Linked DNA regions of Mus musculus: region 1 is linked to region 2. The links are chromatin contacts, called in public HiChIP or PLAC-seq maps. All regions are on one chromosome and are shown on one strand. Each heading gives the region's core, a stretch centred on a gene start, on an enhancer-like site or on the middle of the called end of the contact. The rest is flanking DNA. Distances are from core to core; before and after follow the strand shown.

Region 1 (2,700 bases), core at 181-2,680, 110 kb after region 2:
GTAGTCACAATGAACAGTTAAAAAAACAAAAAAGTCAGCTGAGCATGGTACTCAGGGAAGAGGCAGGCCCTTCTCAGTGAGTTCCAGGCCAGTCCACGAGCTCTAGAATAGGCACTGCTAAGTGACAGAGAAACCCTGTCTTAAAAAAACAAATGCTGGGCAGCGGTGGCACACGCCTTTAATCCCAGCACTTGGGAGGCAGAGGCAGGAGGATTTCTGAATTCAAGGCCAGCCTGATCTACAGAGTGAGCTCCAGGACAGCCAGGGCTACACAGAGAAACCCTGTCTTGAAAAACCTAAACAAACAAACAAACAAACCAAGAAGTAATTCTTGTGCATAGTGGCACACACCTGTAACACCAGGACTGGGGAAGTGGAGGCAGAAAAAGCAATCATTCAAGACCAACCCCTGTTATGGTAAGGCCCTGTTTGCCATGCATCTGTGAGGCACTAAGTTCAGTTCTCTTGATCTCTCTCTCTCTCTCTCACACACACACACCCCTACTAACATTTCAACACATAACATCACTTAAATTACTTTAAAGTCAAACAATGTGGTGTATTTTAAAATCACCCATATTTCGACCGTTTATACAATAGCCTAATATCCAATTAGATTATCTTTTCAGTCAGAATCGTATTTTTAAAACAAAGTTCTGTGTTTTCTGAAAGCATGGCTGTGTATGAGGCTATCCCCGCCCCCTTGTTTGCTCTACCATGTCTTGTACTAATTAGTAAACTGGCCAAAGTAAGGCATAATGCTACACAATAGGTATTTCCCAAAGGAAAACCAATCTATTGGACATTTACTGCACTTCGAAGGCTCAATTTGCTTGAGGCCCTGGTTGCCTAGTAAGATAATTGAGTATTAGTTGAAGGTGAGCCTTGTTCTAAACAACTAGAGACTAATTCTAATCCCTTAACATGGCTGAGGATACAGATATCCTCTGAGTTTCCCCAAAGTCCCACCTTACACGGCCTCAGTCCTATGCTCTCTGTCTTATGTACAGAAGACATTAGGATATGCGGTCTCAAATTCTAAACACTTCCAACTAAAGACCCAGGCAGGGCACCGACATTTAGAAAGCATCTGTGAGCCAAGGCAGGTTGAATGTTATGGAGGGTGACGTTAATTCTCACACCAATCCTTCACGGTAAAGTTACCTACGATGGTTACGGGGACTGGACAGAGAAAGGCAGGCTGACTTATGATGTATGCACGGTCCCCCAGGAGCTAAGCGAAGGGACTGTGGAACTCTAGTTCAGGGCAGGGCTGAGGAGAGCAGGTCCCGGCCTCGCCCCGTCCCGCACTCTCCCGGGCCTTCGAGGTTAAGGTCGTGGGTAGCACCTGACACCGTCCCTAGCCGTGAGACTTTCTGGACTCACCCCTACGCGGGGAGCGGCTACGACTTCGACCCATCGGAGTCCTCCTCCTCCTCCTCCGACCGCCCCGGAAACAACCCCACAACTTCCGGAGCAGCTGGAAGTTGATTTTTGCAGGCCGGCTGGAAACTAGCAGAGCGCGTGGCGAGGGTTCCGGCGGCTCCAGCAAACAGATGACTTAAGTCTTGCCCTGGAAGTCGCCCCAGGGCCTGAAGTTCCTGGAAGAACTGGGCGCTAATTCCGCTTCTTCAAGTTGAGATTTCTTTTTAAATCTTGTCGCGATTTACCCCTTTGTCCTGCTGGAGAACTCACCTGTGTATCGCTCCACCCAGCACAGTTCTCTCTTGTTTTCCCAGCGTTCCTCTACACGTATAAAATACATCACACCAATCCTTTCTTGTTGTGGTTTTTCGAGACAGGGTTTCTCTGTGTAGCTCTGGCTGTCCTGGAACTCTGTAGACCAGGCTGGCCTCGAACTCAGAGATCAGCCTACTTCTGCCTCCCAAGTGCTGGGATTGAAAGAGTGTCTTACAACGTCAGGCCACACGAATTCTAATCGGCATGAGCTGTTTTTGACTTTTGCATTTAATTCTTAAGTCAGCTTTATGTTGGCGCAAGTGACAGCACTGGGATTGCACCCTAAACTACTATGGCGGTTTGAGAGAGTTCGTTTTATTTTTGTATGTATGTGGGTGTCCCTTGTATTCCATGCAACTGGCCATTGAGAACCTGACAGTAGGCACTGAGAAAGTGAGCAGCAAACCCACTGCATTCTCCCATCTCTTCAGCCCCAACTACTGTTTTTTGTAAGTAAAAGGCTCCATCCTACTCCCGAAGGGAACCTCCCAAATGTTGCCGTAACCTTCAAAATGAAAGGCTTTATGAGCCGCGCGCTCGCGCACACACACAAGAACGCGGCTTCTTGCAGTAAAACATGTATACAGCGAGTGGGAAAGGCTGCAGCCTCTACTGATGGAACCAGTGCTCTTGCCAGCCTTTGACGGGCAACAGCTGAGGACAGGCTTCTAGAACAAAAACTTAGGAAGAGGCAGAAGAGGCTAGTTTTAGTTTGAAAACACTTGGTCCACTAGTCATCATGTTAAGGAAAAAAAAAAAAAGGTAAATAAATAGACTTTTGTACAGCCTCTTTTATACCTGATCCCAACTAAACTAGAATTTCCACCATGCGGCCTGACTTCCATATTTTTGAGATTATGTGTCAAGCCGTAGGAGAGCACTGGGAATCTCCTGTCACTTATAAGGAAGTTTTAGGGATAATCTTGGATAACCACTATGGACAGCTGAAGTCACTGTCCA
Region 2 (2,700 bases), core at 8-2,507:
AAAAAGAGGACTGGTGTGACTTGAGAGGGACCAAGAATGTCCTGTTTCTGAGGTCTTTCCCTGGCCTTTTGCTAGTGTGTGGAATTTCACAGCTGAAAGCTCTTGTTTTAATTGTGTGTATGCATGCGTGCATGCGTGTGTGTGTGTGTGTGTGTGTGTGTGTGTGTGTGTGTGTACCTGCCTGTGTGGGATGGGGGAGAGTATTAGGGTCCTCTTTTTACTTTTAATACAGAGTCCCATAAAGTTGCCCAGGCTGGCCTTGAACTTGTGTTCCTCCTTCCTTAGCCTTCCAAGTAGCTAGAATTACAGGTCTGTGTCTTCAGGCCTAGCTCTTGGTTTAAATCTTTGGTACTCAACTGAAAGTGAAGGCTGAGAATGTATCTTAGTGAAAGGACACAAGCTTAGCATGGTCCAAGCCTCGAGTTCAGTGTCTAATGCCCAGCCCTGTATAGGGGAGAGGAAAGGAAGGGGAACAAGAGAGGGAGAGTGGAAGGGCAGGCAGGCAGGGAGGGAGGGAGGGAGGGAGGGAGGAAGGAAAGAAGGAAAGAGGGAGGAAGAGAGAGAGAGAGGGAGAGAGAGAGACAGAGGAATGAATGAATGAGAGTGAGAAGAGAGAGACAGAGACTGACAGAAGGAGCACACACTCCAGAAAGGGATTTGATCAGGAAACCTCTGGAATGTGTGACATTGATTTCACAGAACTAGCCTGTGGAAGGGATGGGTGACAGGGAAGATGCTGCGCCTTAGTTGTAGAGGCAGGAGAAACTCCAGTGAGTCTGAGGTAAAGGCAGCTGGGTCCTAAAGGGAGGATTCAGTTTTTTTCAGTTCTGCCTGTAGAAGGGCAGCCCTGAGGACTGCTGAGTGAGTGCTGGGCAGGGAGGGTTCTGCAGGCTACTGGGACTCAGTGCTGAGTGAGTGCTGGGACTCAGTGCTGAGTGAGTGATGGGCAGGGAGGGTTCTGCAGGGTACTGGGACTCAGTGCTGAGTGAGTGCTGGGACTCAGTGCTGAGTGAGTGATGGGTAGGGAGGGTTCTGCAGGGTACTGGGATTCAGTGCTAAGTGAGTGATGGGCAGGGAGGGTTCCGCAGGGTGCTGGGACTCAGGCGTCTGGAGGAGACTGATGGCCAGACTACAACCCAGGAGTGCAAAACCCGTGGGTCTGTGGTTTGTTGTGATGTCCTCAGAATGTCCCAGATCTCAGGAAGGGGAGGCTCGGCTTCCTAGAAATGATGCACAGTGATGGCGTAAAAGAGGCCTCCGGTGACAGCATGGGGCGGGCGGGGCACTTCCTTCATGCTGCTGGTCACAGACTTTCCCAGTGCTGAGTGGGGGCTTTGCAGGAAACAGACTAGGCACGTGAGAAGCAATCGGGCACCTGACACACAGCCCCTTGGGCTGTACCTGGAGCGTCTAGAACAGGGTCAGACCAGACTTCAGCTGTCCTCCTCCAGAGAGAGGTTTTCTGGTGCTCAAACTGCCTCAAGGGTTTGGATTCTCCCAGTTGTCCTTCCCTGGAATCTTGCCAGGACCAGCTCAGGTCTCAGCTCCCTGCTGATAGTATTTTCCTTCGGATCCACTTTGGCTTCACTCAGGCCTTGTAAGCTCTAACATTCTAACCCCTGCTCCTCCACTCTCCCCCCCTACCCCAAGTTTGACAACACTTTTAATAGAGTAGTAGGACTCTGAAAGTTTCTAGAAGACTATCCTTTCAACACCCTTAACCTCATATGCAGACTGTAATGGCAGCTGTGTCTGCTGCTGATTGAAGGGCTAGTATCCCCAAGAGGTAGGGACCCCTGGCATGCTTTCTGTGCCCTAAATGACAGTTGCCCACCTGTCTCTGCCTTCCTCCATCTTGCCTTTACTGTGCCTTTGACAGTGCCAGGCCCTGTCCACCATCCACCTCTCGTTCTCAGACTCTGGCCCAGTTGTGAGTTCCTCTTCAGGAGCTGTGGCCAGACTTCAGTGGAGAGAAAGTCCTGCCTGCTCTGCTGGCCATATTGAACTGCCTGTTGCTCTGGGGGCTAACCGGATGTCATGTTGGTCTGTCTGCTTTTTTGAGGAAGGCTTATAGCTTCACTGAGTTCTTGTCTTGAATTTTATGCTAGCTTTCCACGCCTGTACTGGCTGGTTTTGTGTGTCAACCTGACACAAGCTGGAGTTATCACAAGTAAGGAGCCTCCCTCGAGGAAATGCCTCCATGAGATCCAGCTGTAAGGCATTTTCTCAATTAGTGATCAAGGGGGGAGGGCCCAATGTGGATGGTGCCATCCCTGGGCTGGTAGTCCTGGGCTCTATAAGAGAGCAAGCTGAGGGCTGGAGAGGTGGCTCAGCAGTTAAGAGCACTGACTGCTCTTCCAGATGTCTTGATTTCAATTCCCAACAACCACATGGTGGCTCACAACCATCTCTAATGGGATCTGATGCCCTCTTCTGGTGTGTCTGAAGACAGCTATAGTGTACTCATATACATAAAATAAATAATATGAAAGAAAGAAAAGAAAGAAAGAGAGAGAGAGAGAAAGAAAGAGGAAGAAAGAAAGAAAGAGAGAAAGAAAGAAAGAAAAAGAAAGAGAGAGAAAGAAAGAAAGGAAGGAAGGAAGGAAGGAAGGAAGGGAGAAAGAAAGAAAGAAAGAAAGAAAGAAAGAAAGAAAGAAAGAAAGAAAGAAAGAAAGAAAAAGCTGAGCAAGCCAGGGGAAG

The links. HiChIP or PLAC-seq counts read pairs in DNA pulled down with a chosen protein or histone mark.
Region 1: a contact with region 2 is called in an H3K27ac HiChIP or PLAC-seq map of the HPC-7 cell line, with 6 times the contacts expected there. The contact joins the promoter of Snrnp27 here to the enhancer-like site in region 2. A contact is called at or near these places in 22 of 39 promoter capture datasets (the 3T3-L1 cell line, 3T3-L1-derived adipocytes, the C10 cell line and 15 more), 1 of 15 datasets of contacts at CTCF or cohesin (large pre-B cells), 47 of 484 Hi-C or Micro-C datasets (the 4T1 cell line, B cells, the BV-2 cell line and 25 more), 24 of 115 datasets of contacts at active chromatin or transcription factors (the 230-238 cell line, CD8 T cells, the HPC-7 cell line and 18 more) and 3 of 9 other capture datasets (adipose tissue, liver and pancreatic islet).

Annotation. Positions count from the first base shown.
Region 1 is chr6:86,683,061-86,685,760 of GRCm38.p6, forward strand. It overlaps Snrnp27 (small nuclear ribonucleoprotein 27 (U4/U6.U5)), which reads right to left and starts at 1,431. Exons shown (of 6, transcript NM_025665.2): 1 at 1,387-1,431. The coding sequence starts at 1,420.
Region 2 is chr6:86,569,719-86,572,418 of GRCm38.p6, forward strand. No RefSeq gene overlaps it. Among named protein-coding and RNA genes, the nearest start is that of Gm46963, 33 kb to the right of the region's middle. Within about 2 kb of position 1,258, at least 174 of the 459 cell types and tissues checked have an H3K27ac peak or open chromatin away from gene starts, as enhancers often do. A contact at or near this core is called in the 230-238 cell line, the 4T1 cell line, the C2C12 cell line and 17 more, where this site is marked.